Linked DNA regions of Sus scrofa: all the other regions are linked to region 1. Evidence: chromatin contacts called from public Hi-C and HiChIP or PLAC-seq data. All regions are on one chromosome and are shown on one strand. Each heading gives the region's core, a stretch centred on a gene start, on an enhancer-like site or on the middle of the called end of the contact. The rest is flanking DNA. Distances are from core to core; before and after follow the strand shown. Region 1 holds the start of DGUOK (deoxyguanosine kinase, mitochondrial). Region 2 holds the start of DUSP11 (RNA/RNP complex-1-interacting phosphatase). Region 3 overlaps TET3 (methylcytosine dioxygenase TET3).

What was found. Hi-C and Micro-C count contacts between places; a contact is called where the count stands out from the background. HiChIP or PLAC-seq counts read pairs in DNA pulled down with a chosen protein or histone mark.
Region 2: a Hi-C map of skeletal muscle shows a contact between it and region 1, with 7 times the contacts expected there. The contact joins the promoter of DUSP11 here to the promoter of DGUOK in region 1. A contact is called at or near these places in 5 of 47 Hi-C or Micro-C datasets (embryonic fibroblasts, heart right ventricle, liver and 1 more) and 1 of 2 datasets of contacts at active chromatin or transcription factors (alveolar macrophages).
Region 3: a contact with region 1 is called in an H3K27ac HiChIP or PLAC-seq map of alveolar macrophages. The contact joins the enhancer-like site here to the promoter of DGUOK in region 1. A contact is called at or near these places in 5 of 47 Hi-C or Micro-C datasets (alveolar macrophages, embryonic fibroblasts, fetal liver and 1 more) and 2 of 2 datasets of contacts at active chromatin or transcription factors (alveolar macrophages and skeletal muscle).

What each region holds. Positions count from the first base shown.
Region 1 is chr3:69,089,114-69,093,417 of Sscrofa11.1, reverse strand. DGUOK (deoxyguanosine kinase, mitochondrial) reads left to right here and starts at 2,052. Exons shown (of 6, transcript XM_021087369.1): 1 at 2,052-2,306.
Region 2 is chr3:69,204,148-69,208,451 of Sscrofa11.1, reverse strand. It overlaps DUSP11 (RNA/RNP complex-1-interacting phosphatase), which reads right to left and starts at 2,280. Exons shown (of 8, transcript XM_003125007.6): 1 at 2,024-2,280; 2 at 314-389. The coding sequence starts at 2,265.
Region 3 is chr3:69,002,431-69,006,734 of Sscrofa11.1, reverse strand. It overlaps TET3 (methylcytosine dioxygenase TET3), which reads left to right. Exons shown (of 12, transcript XM_021087365.1): 2 at 2,249-2,305. Among named protein-coding and RNA genes, the nearest start is that of TET3, 16 kb to the left of the region's middle. Within about 2 kb of position 1,769, at least 58 of the 83 cell types and tissues checked have an H3K27ac peak or open chromatin away from gene starts, as enhancers often do. A contact at or near this core is called in alveolar macrophages, embryonic fibroblasts and fetal liver, where this site is marked.

The DNA.
Region 1 (4,304 bases), core at 803-3,302:
AACAAAGGTTACTACAATGGCCAACAAACATATGAAAAAATGTTGCACTTTATTAATCATTTATGAAAAAATGTTGCACTTTATTAATCATTATTGCAAATTAAAACTACAAGATATCAGGAGTTCCCTGGTCGCTCAGCAGGTTAAGGATCCAGCATTGTTACTGCTATGGCTTAGGTCACTTCGTGGTGTGGGTTTGAGCCCTGGCCTAGGAACCACTGCCAAAACAAAATAAAACAAAGAACTATAAGATATCATATACAGCAGAATGAATAAAATGAAAAAAGCTGAAAATACCCATTGCTGGTGAGAATGTGGACCAACCAGAGTGCTCACTCACTGACGGTAGCACTGTCAGCTGGTACAAACACTGCAGAACTGCATGCTCTTTGGGAATATCTTTAGTAGCTGAGCATACATATAACCAGCCATGCAGCAATGCCACCTGTAGGCATATGTCCAAGAGAAATGCATACTTCACTTTATCAAAAGATATATTCAAGTATATTCACAGCAAACATAACTCATAATAGCCCAAATCTAGAAACTCTCAAATGTCCATCAAGAGTAGAATGGAAAAAATGCATTGTGGCGGAAGTTCCCCTTGCGGCTCAACAGTTAAGAACTCCACGTTGTCTCTGTGAGGATGCGGTTTAATCCCCGACCTTGCTCAATGGGTTAAGGATCCAGCGTTGCCACAAGCTGTGGTGTAGATTGCAGCTCCAGCCCGGACTCAATTCCTGACCCCTGACCCAGGAACTTCCCTATGCCGTGGCTGTGGCTCAGAAAGAAAAAAAACAAAAAGGAAAGGAAAGGAAAGAAAGGTAAGCAGTATTCTTACACAGAAGTAGCTGTGGGAGTGGGAGTGGGGGATGGGATAGACTTTAGCTGCCTGCGACCCACCCAGGCTATCCTGAATAAAATGTACACTCTATTTTTAATTAGATTGTATGGGAATATAGTATACTAATGTCATTTCAGCCATCCCATATAAACATTAATATAGGAAAAAATTCCTGTGCCAGATTTGCAAACAGTTGTCCCAGTCACTGGCCCCGCCCTACTGATTCTGGCAAACAGAATGGTTTCCTAAAACCTCCCTCATCTAAGATTGCTGCCAGAATGCTGGTTTGCCTGTTGCCTCCCGGTTTGACTCTTGTGGAAGGTGGAGGCATCATTTGACAACATTTCATAAATCCTTAGTTCTAAAGTCGTTACATCCATGGGGTGTGGCAGGACAAAGCCTGTTAGGGCCTCATCCGGTGGCAGCAGCTCAGAATTGTCCCTGTCCTTCTGCAAAACACAATTCTCCACCGACTGCTGGATTCCAGTTTTATACATTTATGCATTAGAAAGTCTCTCTTTATCCTGGCTTTTCCCAAGCTTTTACAAATCCCATTCTGAATCCCCACCAGCCACCTCGCCTCCGCCATTGCTCACGCCCACAGAACCCAGTTTATCTGGTTTAAACGAGTTCCACACGCGTCCCTGAGCTTCCACCCTCTTTATCCTTACAGAATATTTGGCTACTATGCAAATTGATGGGGCAAAAGTTTGTTTATCCATTCAAGAAGCAAAATAAGAGGTGGGGTGTAGTTGATGAATTTAACGTATTCAAAAAGGTGCCAGCATTATGCCACGAATTAACAGGGCATGGGAAAACGTTAATTTGTGTAAATCTTCAGGTTGCATCTTCTTCCTACTGAAAACCGTCCAACTTCTTCCTGTGTCAGAATAAAAACCAGACAACGTGGGGGCGGGGGGTGGGGGAGTCGCTTAAAATTACAATTATTTTTGTCTTCAGTTGTGAAATTTATGTTACAGTGATACAAAAAGGCAAAGGCGCTGAGACCGTTAATTTATGTCTCTTTTTAAGTGCTATTTGTCCAGTGAACAAAAAAGAAGGTGCAAATCCTACAGCAGCACCTCTCATCAGCAATCTTCCCCGTTGCCTACATCAGGCGTCTTCCTTTTCGTTACACCCTCCCACGAACATCGCGAGAACAGAGCTTCCCTTTGGCCCCTCCCCTCCAGTCCTCTCAACCCCACCCACTTCCTGCCTGGCGATCGCCTGACGTAGAAGGCGCGCCGGAGTGCGTGTACTGCGCTACCGGGGGCGGAACGGCTCTCGGCGGAAGTGATCGCTGCGTGAATCGTGGGTGTGATGACCGCGCTTCGGCTCTATCTAAGGCTGCTGCGATCATCCTCCAAATCCATGGCTCAGAGCCCAGTCAAGGGCGGGCCCCCCTCCAGGGGTCTGCACGCGGGGCGCGGGCCCCGAAGGCTCTCCATCGAAGGCAACATTGGTAAGGGCCAGAAAGTAGCTGCCAAGCCTCGGCCTCCGCAGAGCAGGTGCTTGAGAGGCTGCAAAAGGGAGCTGGGCTTGCAACCCCCTCCCTCCCCGACTGATGTGGCCGGACTGAGCTGCCAGGCCTTTTCCCCTTAAGTGCACTCTGGGCCTTTGACTCTGATTTTTCAGGCGTCAAGCCTCAGTTCTCTCCCACAGAGACACGTTTATTGGGGCATAGAAGCCACGCAGTCCACAGATAGGACAAGAGTTAGCTTGTTTTGATAGAACAAAATAGAAATAAGGAGCAGGGTGCAAGTTCTTTTTTTTCCCCTAAGATAAGGTTGCTAGGAGTTCCCGTTGTGGCTCAGTTGTTAAGGAATCCGACTTGGAACCATGAGGTTGCGGGTTCAATCCCTGGCCTCGCTCAGTGGGTTGGGGATCCGGCGTTTTCATAAGCTGTGGTGTAGGTCGAAGACGCGGCTCGTATCCCGCGTTGCTGTGGCTCTGGTGTAGGCCGGCCGCTACCGCTCCGATTAGACCCCTAGCCTGGGAAACTCCGTATGCTGCAGGTGCGGCCCTAGAAAAGGCAAAAAAAAAAAAAAAGACAAATAATAATAATAGTAATAATAAGATTGCCAGATTTAGGGGAGAAAAAAAGAATGCCCATTGAAAATAGTGTTTCAGATAACGAATAATGTTTTAGTATGTGTCCCATGCAATATTTGGGACATACACTTAAAAAAAAAGAAAAGAAAAACTAAAATACAGATTTAACTGGGTGTCCTTATTTCACCTGGCAATCCAGTGAGAGACCCACTGGATCTTAAATAAAATGAAAGCAAAGCATTTCAATATAATGTTACTAAATTCTAACTTAAGACTTTTACCTATTAAGCTGCTAAGCCCTGAAAAGGGATTAGCAAGTGTAAAGTATTGAAGACATTCTAGCAGCATACTGAAAATTTCTCATTTTATGCATTCAAGAAATAGCCCTGTGAGCAATTTCTACAATCCCACAGTGGTTTTGTCCCTGAGGACACAGCAGTGAACAGAACAAATAAAAATCTCTGCTCTCAGGGAGCTCTAGTAGAGAGAGAGAGAGACAGTAAACAACATAAATTAAACAAAGTAAACAGTATATTGGTTATGAGCATGATAGAGGAAATTCAGGGATCAGGGATTGAGGGAAGTTGCAATTTTAAATTGAGTAATCAGGCCTCACTGAGAAGGTGACATTTAAGCAAAAACCCAAGGAAGGTGAGGGTTAGAAGAATCTTCCAGGCAGAGTGAGAACCTAGTGCACAGGCCCCCTAGATGGGAAGTTCAGAGAGGAAAGCTGCTGTGGCTGGAATGGAGTGGGCAGTGGGGAGTGTGGGGATGATGAGGTCAGAAGGTAAACTAGCCACCCCTTGCCTAGGCCTTGTAGTCCATCATGGATTTTTATTCTAATTGTGAAGGGAAACAATTGGAAGGTTTGAGCAGTCAAGTGACATGATGATTGACTTAGATTTTAAAAAGATCACTCTGTGTTGAAAATAGAAGGTGTCAGGAAGTTGTTGCAATGATGAGTTATGGTATGTTGGAACAGGGCAGTAACAGTGGAGGTGGTAAGAAGTGATTAGATTCTAGTTACATTGAAAATAGGGCCCACTGGATTTGGTAACAGAAAGATGAGGAATATAAGATAAAGAGAGGTTAGTAATGTCTAATCATTTCAGCCTCAGCCCCTTGAAAGGGGGATTTCTGGAGTTCCCTTGTGGTACCTCAGATTAAGGACCTGGTGGTGTCCCTGCTATGGCTAGGGTTGCTGCTGTGGCATGGGTTTGATCCCTGGCCTTGGGAGCTTCCACATGGTGCAGGTGCAGCCAAAAAAAAAAAAAAAAAAAAAGATCCAATTTTCTTAGATGGAGAAGAGTGAGAAGAACAGCCTGGGGGCAGAGGGTCATTTCCAGTTTTTGGTTTTAGGCCGTGTTAGGTTTTTGTATGCTTATTATATATCTAAATAGGAATGTTG
Region 2 (4,304 bases), core at 1,031-3,530, 110 kb before region 1:
TTACATTGATTTTTTTTCTTTAAAATTAAGTATGGGGGGGCACAGTCTTGATGCATTAGCCTGCTGTGGCCTCCTTTGCCTGGAAAAGCAATAAAGCTATCCTTTTCTCTTTCACCCCCCAAAAATAAATAAGTAAACAAAATTAAGCAGGAAAGTAAACCGTATTTGCCTATGAACTTGATTTCAGGACAACAAGGGTTATCACAACATATCCACTATAAAAAGGGAAAATGGAGTATGACAGAGTTGAGAACCAGGGTTCAATACAGTGATTTTAGACTTCTGAAAGAATACTGTATTAACCTTTGCTTACCTTTTTCAAAGGAACTTTGAAAGCAATGAAACGTGTCCCAGGCATCCGCTGTCCAACTGGGAGATAGTCTTTCCACCTATTAACACATTTTTCATTAGGCAAATTTTATGTTAGCCTGTCTCTCTGCATAGGATGAAGGCTCCTTGTAAATGGAAATCACAGCCCTCTACAGGAGGTCCCCTCCTTCTGTTGGCATTTTGCTGCTCCAATTATTCAACCCCATCTAGTAAGAACCTATACTTGCCTTCCTCCTGTTTCCCCAGCTCAAAAACAGATAAAAGGCAATTAAACAGTGCAAAGATCTCAACAAATAAGGTATATCTAACACCAGAGATGGTCGGAACTTCTGTCTACCTGATAAAACCTAGGCCGGTCTTCAATACTAAGGTATCATTACTACTCAAATGTTGACTGAGATAGTTAAAATTCAATTCTTTGACTTCACGGTTTCTTTTCAGTCCTCATACAACTGATGCCATCAAACTCAATCAGTACGGAACTTCAAATTCATATTTTAAAAGAAAACCTTATGTGAGTCCTCTGGTAGCTCAGCGGGTTAAGGCTCCTGCATTTTCACCACTGCATTTTCACCACTGTGGGTTGCTGCTGTAGTGCAGGTTCGATCCCTGGCTGGGGAACTTCCACATGCTGCAAGTGTGGCAAAAAAAAGAAAAAGAGAGAGAGACGTGACATAAATGTTGCAACTCTCATTTTAAAAAATTAAAATATAAAAGAAAACCTGGTGATAAAAGGACTGTGAACTTCACTTAAAGTTAGGAATCACAGTGAAAAGTAATATGTGAACTGACTTGTGTAGGATGAGTTTGAACTAAGGTTAATTCAGAGTATCTGAAGCATAGAAAGTGAAGGCAAAAGTAGCAAAGACGGGGGTCTAGAAGCAGAGAAGATTCTATACCATGCAGGGTCTTAGAGGTCAAGGGTTTGTTTTTTATTCTTAAAACAATGCTTTGGGGGGAAAAATGCTTTTGAGAGATGTTTATGAGCAATATTCCAACTTTGTGTCTTAAAAATATTTCTTGTGTGAAGAATGGATTGAAAGGAAACAAGAGTAGATATACAGACACTCGTAGGGACCTAATTGCAACAGGTAGCCAAGTTCAGTATTAGAACGCTAATGGAGAGGTGACAGTTTCAAAAGAAATTCAAGAGATAAACTGAAGCGAACTTAATGTGGTAAGAGAGGAAAAAAGGAAAATCTCAAGGAATAAACGAGTTTACTGCGCATGAGCAATGTCTCCAAATTAATCATTTGAACGTACAGAGGTAGATCTTCCAAATGTCACCGGTTAAGAAGCAACAGAAACCACACAAAGCAACTTTTTCGATGGAAAACTCGGCGGCGCTGCTGGGTTTTTTCACTCAAATTCAATTATTACATTTTCTGTAGCACAACTTGAGGAATTGAAGGAGACTCCATTTCAGTAATTAAGAGGAAATCCCAACACTGCCGCTTCCATCTTAAAAAGCAGTCTCTCTGCATTTTACCCGAGAAGCAATGGCCAGAGCCTCGCTTTTAAAACAACGGGAAGAAATGAAAACATCAGACCGTCCCTTCCAGCTACTACGTACGGCGAAGCGAGAGGATGAATGCCCCGTAGCACAAGTCGGGCGGGGCAAGCGCTCGGAAGCCACAGTGACAAGCAGAGAGCGCAGACCTGAAGCCCAGGCCCAGGAGCCAAGGCATATTACCTTTCCGGGATGTGGTTTCCACCTTTCTTCTTGGCGGAGGAATGACCAGAGTAGACCCAACTCTGGCTCCAGCGTCTGTGAGCATGATGACAGTGGCTCATGTAGCCCCCAAGAAGACGCCCACAGAAGGCCAAAAATGCTAAACTCGCCAGGCCGGCGCACCCAAAGCTAGACTCGATCCGGAACCGGAAGCGCCTAAGCAGCAACCCTCGCCGCGCCCCGATCGCCTTGCTGTTGCGCATGCGCCACTGCTCGTCGAGATGACGTCACCACGCCGGCCGACTAAGAAACTTGATTAGTAAACAAGACTCTGCTGGCTGCAGTGCCCTCTTTAGCGGGCGGCTGGTAGCACAGGTCTGTTAGTTTGTGTGTACCCTCAGAAGTACAATAGTGCAGGACCTGGAAAGCTGTCTCACAATCCCAGTTTCTTGTGTAGTGCTAACATATTTTACAAACGTTACAGTCACATTTGTTGTACCTTGTATATAAGTATTTGTACATAATGTATATCCTATATTTTAAATAAAAGCAGCATACTATACATATTCTGCAGTCTAGCTTGGATACTGATTTCCCCAATTTATTTATACATTCATTCCATTCTTTCATTTTTCTTTTTTGGCCGACCCTCAGCATATGGAGTTCCTGGGCCAGGGATCAGCTCTCAGCCATAGATTCGACCTAAGCTACAGCTGCAGCAATGCCGGACCCTTAACCCACTGTGGTGGGCAGGGGAACCAACCTGCACCCTAGTGCTCCAATGCCACTGATCCTATTGTGCCACAGCAGGAACTCCTCATTCTATTCCTTTTAATGGTGCATAATATTCCATACTCTATATAACTAGTCCAATATTGATGGACTTACAGTTTTCGGTTTAAAAAATAATAATAATAAAAAATAATATCCTGCAGATGGGCTGCAATGTGAACATCCTAATACATGTATACATCTATATCTATATTTCTAGAAGTAGAATTGCTGGAATGAAGGAAATACAAATGTAAAATTTTGAAAGAGGCGTTCCTGTTGTGGCTCAGCGGGTTAAAAACCCTATTAATATCCATGAGGATGTGGGTTTGATCCCTGGCCTCACTCAGTGGGTTACGGATCTGGCATTGCCCCAAGCTGTGGCATAGGTCAAGGATGTAGCTCCAATCTGGTGTGGCTGTGGCTGTGGTTGTGGCCTGGGAATTTCCATATGCTGAGGGCATAGCCCTAAAAAGACAAAAAAAATTTTTTTGAAAGATAATGCCTAATTAATCTCCAAAAATATTGTATTGGGAATTCCTGCTGTAGTGCAGTGTGTTAAGAATCTGACTGCAGTGGCTCCGGTTGATGCAGAGGCATGGGTTAGACCCCCAGCCCAGCACAGTGGGTTACAAGGATCTGGCACTGCTGCAGCTGCAGTATAGGTCATAGATGCGGTTCAGATTCAATCCCTGGATCAGGAACTTCCATATATATATGTGTATGTGTATGTATATACACACATGCACACATATACACACACACATAAATATGCCACCAGTGTGGCCATATATGTGTGTGTGTGTCTGTGTATTTATATGGTATCAACTTAAATTCCCACTCATTTATTGAGTTTCTGTCATGTGCCTGGTATCACGCTGGATGTTGACAGTACGTATTTATGTTTTAGAAATACCAAAAAATACGAGAGAGAGATAAGAATAGAGCTCAAGCATAAGATTTCCTCACAATATCAGGCATAGGGATCTGTTAAAAGGGATCTCTTAGAAAAACTATGAATTCTGCCCCAGTGGAACAGCAAAGGATAACCTATCTTACATTAGATTAAAAAAAAACAAAACAAAAAACATGTGGAGTTCCTTTGTGATTCAGTGGTTTAAGAATGCGGCATTGTCACTGTAGTGGGTCAGGTCGCTGCTAAGGCGCAGGTTCGACCCCAGGCCCAGGAACTCCATATGCTGAGGGCATGGCCAAAAAAAATTTTTTTTAAAGTTTAAATCCACAACATTTACAATTATGAAAGCTTCCACATAATTACAAACAGGTCAATGTTAGCAAAGTGCTATTTGGAAAAAGAAAAGATATGTTAGCACAACATAGTTTGCAAACTCGCAAGTAGGCATGTTCAAATTAAAATATTCTTTTGCAATTTATGAAAAAAAAATCCAATAGGCATGTACTGTCCAAAAAGTACAAATGATACAAATATCTATAGACACGATGTCAATGTACAAGATGTGATATAAATCTATCAGACACAAGAAAAGCTATATTGGCCTTACACTTCTGA
Region 3 (4,304 bases), core at 520-3,019, 86 kb after region 1:
CCTGGGACGTAGCAGGGGCTTGATAAACTGTGGCAGCCGCAGCAGCAACAGTATTGATTGTTGCTATCCATGCAGCGTTAGTTGCTCTTATCCAGTGGCAGACTGGTGTGGGGTGGGTGGGTGAGGCAGGGATTTGGGGGTCCAAGATGAAGGAGGCACTTCACTTGGCCTGGCTAAGGTCAGAGCTAAGGGGAACAGAAGCCTGTGGCTGAGGACAATGCTCCTTGCCCTGCCCTGTCACCTGCCTTCCTCCCTGCCCTAGGGAGGCGCCAAGTAGGGCTGCCCTTTGTCCCCAGGGTGGGGCAGGTGTGGGCCCTGGTGCCTCCTGGAATCCCCTCACCAGAGGCCAGCTTTGATGTCTTTCCTAAGGCATCTCACCCCATTCTGAGTACCCCTTGGGCTTCAGGGAGGGGGAGTTATTGGGCAGGTGCGGTGAAGCTGGTAGCAGAGTGCGTCACTGAAATGAACTCTTTCATATCCTAACTAGTTCTTCTCTAGTATGAGAAGTAGCACACAGTCACACAGTGAGCTCTCTCAGTAGTTAAGAGTGGTAACTAGCAGTGCCTACACTGGCGGGCACTGTGTTTCATTTTTTTAGGAGTCCTCACAACTGTGGATGAGGTAGCTGCTTTTGTAGTTCTCTTTTGCAGATGAACAAAAGTAGGCTAAGAAGCGAGGTGCCACTGCCCGGGTCCTGCAGCTAGATAGGAGAACCAGGACCTGAACCAGATGTGTGAGTACCAGAGCCCATGGAAGGCCCGTTCCTGGAAGGCGGAGGCTCTGGGGCGTTCAGCTATGGGGAGGGGATGGAGTGAGGCAGGATGTGCCCTGGGGTGCCTAGGAATTGCAGGGCTTTCCCCTCCCTTTTCCGTTCTTTCTCCTTCTGTCTCCTGGGGCTTGCAGCCTCCAGAGGCTCAGAGTCTGGGAACTGGAGGTCTGGCGCTGCCTCCCCTCCTCAGCCTCTCCAGGGAATGGGAAGCCCTGAGATCTGGGGGCATCACCTCACGTGGCCTTTCTAAAAGAGGAGGAGACACTGAGTGTGGTGGTGAGGCTGTATGGAGGGGGTGGCGTCTGTTCAGGCACCGGGGATGAGTGATCCTAAGATGCCATGTGGGTGTTTGTGTGCAAGGGAGGGCACCTCTGACTTGGTGAGGCTTTGAGCCACAGGCAGTGTGGGCTTCAGGAAGAAATCTGTCAGAGGGGGGGCGGAGTAGGACTGCATAATGGTTAAGAGTCTGGTCTTGAGAGCCAGTCAGACCTGGCTGAAGTCCTCGTGCTGCCCTGCTCTAGCTGTGTCACCTTGGGTAAGTTACTTCACTTATCTTGCCTGTTTCCTTATGTGCAAAACGGGGTGAAGGTTCATATTGCCAAGCCTTTTTTTTTTTTTTTTTTTTTCTTTCTTGGAAGATTGCAGGGGCCGTTGCTCTTATCATAGCGCCTGGCACTGTCCTAGTTGCTGCTAGGATGAGGCAGTTTGCTGGTGTCCTAGGGTTAGAGAGTGGCCCGAGGCGGGGAATCCCGCCAACATCAGCTCTACCCCAGGCGCAGTCTGTCTTTGACCCGCTAGATGCAGAGGATGCCTCTGGGTAGTACCTTCGGCCCCGACTCTCGGGAGGAGGCGGGGGTGTCCCGGGATCCCCTGCCTGCCGGGAGTGGCGGGCCTGGGCCGCAGCCAGCACGGCTCCGCGGCACCCTTGGCGGTGCCCCCGCCTCCCAACTGGGCAGGTCCAGCCCCCGGCGGCCCTGCCCCCGCTCGGCCGGCCGCAGGGATTGGCTGGCGAGCGCGCCGCCCCCTCCACACCAGCCTCGCCGGCGGCGGGGAGGGGAGCCAAGCCGGCAGCTGGCCGCCGCCGCCTCTGCAGTGCCTCCCTCCGTGCGCTCCGGCGGGGATAATGGGAGGCCCGCCGGCCGATGCACCAGAGGAGGCCGGCCGAGGTAGAGCGGGCAGGGCGGGGAGGGACGAGGCCAGACCGGACGCAGGAGGAGGGGCAGAGTCCTCCTGGATCTTGGGAGGATGGAAAAAGGAGAAATGAAAACAAAAACACTCTGGAAGGCGAATGAGCCCATCCACCGCGCGTCTGGGTGGCAGCTGGAGGCAGGAAGATGGTCCCTGCTATCCTTTCTTTCCGAGGCCCCCTGCCTCCCCTTCTCCCGCTTCCCCTGCAGCGCCGCTGGGGGTGCAGCAGAAGGACTTTGCTGCTTTCCTGGTGTCAGCCTGGCTCATCAGTCTCTCCGGCTTCTTTTGCAGGTGGAAATAAAGGCTGCTGAAGGAGCCGGGCCGTGGGGACAAGGGGCAGCTGTCAAGGTACCTTGTGTGTGTGTGTGTGTGTGTGTGTGTGTGTGTGTGTGTGTGTGTGGTAGGGGTGAAGTGTTTGACTGGATTGGATAAAAATAAAGGGTCTCCTCTGGTGATCCCTTAATCTCCCACTGTGTGTGTAGCAGCAGCTGAGGGGGAGGGGCGGCGGGGGTGTGGGCGGCCAATGAATTCTCAGGCCTGTGTGGGTTTTGTTTGGATTCTTTTTGCTTTCTCAGCTGGATGGTTTGGGTGCAGTTGGGACTGGGTTTGTTGAACTGGTTTTTTTTTTTTTTTTTAAGACATGCAACCCACTCCCCACCCTTGCCTCTGGAAATCTCTCGAGAATGTCCCTGGCACTGTTGGTTTGCATCCAATCTGCAGAAATCCCCGGGGGGGTTGGGGGGATAAGGGAGAGGGGGAATTGCGCTCCTGAGTCTGAAGCTGATAGGGTGTCATTAGTCATGCTGCTGTCACCATGGAGATGGCTGGAGAGGAGGTGGTGGGGGTGAGGATATTTTGGGTAGGGTGGGGGCTGATGCAACATCATGACTGGGAATCCTGCAGGCGGGTGGCTGCTGTTACTCTGTGCAGCCTGGTGTCTGGGGGCCTGGGAAGGGCATGTCACCTACCAGGTGCGTGGAAAGTGGAGAAAGGGGCACTGAGCTTCTCCGTGTGGTTGTCCCAGGGCCACAGGGCTGGGGTATTTGGGGCAGGGCAGAGTCTGTGGAATAGAAGCCATTGCAAGGAAACACAGATGTTTTTCCCAGGTTGGCAAGGACTAGGATCAGTAGGTTTTCTTGGGCATTGCTCTGTTTTCAGGGCTGGGGATCCTCTGTGAGTTTGGGATTACTCAGCAGTATCCTCTGCTGGCCCAGGGTGGAGAAAACAGAGCAAGAGGCAGCTCCGTGTAACTGCCTCTCAAGATCGGAGAGGCTGGGGAAGGAGTGTAGGGACAGGTGGGCAGGGCAGGACTGGATGGGACTTCTCCTAGGAGGGGGAGCCCATTCCTACCGCTGCCTCAGCTCTGTCTTCCCCTTCAGCTTCCGGAGCCTGTGAGGAGCTGAGGGAATCTGGTTGCTGAGGTAGCAGGTGGGCGAGCTGCTCATGTCCCCAGATGCTCTTAGATTTTCTCCCTGGAAATCCTCCTCTGGCTTCCTGGGAAAACTGTGGGTGCTGGAAGTGCCACCCTCACTGCCTGGGCGGGGACGCTGGCAGGGAGGGGCCCTGCTTCCCCTCAGGGGGTGGGGGCTCCTGTGTGAGGTTGCGGGGTGGATCAGGAGCCAGGGTGGTTCCCTGGCCTCCTCCCAAGAAACTTCAGGCAAGGAAGTGCTTGGGGGAGGGCAAGGCTTTTGCTTCTGGGGGAAGGAGAAGAAGAGCCAGGTGCCACCAGCTCCCCTGAACTGGGCGACGCCTCGGTGAGTCTGGAAGTAGTGGGCGACCACCTGGGACGAGACTGTGGGAGGCCCCTGAGGCAGGCAGAGGGCGGTTGATACTGGCGATGCCGTGGGTGGGGAGAGAGCTATGAGCTCACTCCACGCCCTTTCTCCAGAGCAGAATCCCCAGGTTCCACCTCCACTTCCTCTTCTGGCCTCCCACCACTGACAGGGGGGAGCTGTGATCACCTGTGTGCCGTTGAGGGCTGCGGACCCGGAGATCATGGAGCGCACCTGATCTGCCCCCCACCGTGGGGAAAGCAGGACAAGGAGTTGAGGACAGATGGGCTCAGGGAGAGGGCAGCTCCCTCCCTCCTCCGTGTCTCCGGCCTGGTCAGCCAGAGCTTCCCTCTCTGCTGGGAGGAAGGACTGCTGGCAGGTTTGTTTACTCCGGAAAGCACCCCCTCCTGCCTAGCGATGGCTTCTCTTCAGCTCTCTCCAAGTGTGTTCTCCGTTCCTCCCGGCCTGCATTCTGCTGGCCCTGCCCTCCCGCTGGCAGCTCCCAGCCTAATATCCACCCATCGTCGTGTTGTGGGTATGGAGCGGGGCTGCCTGAAAAACCAGAGGATGCCCTT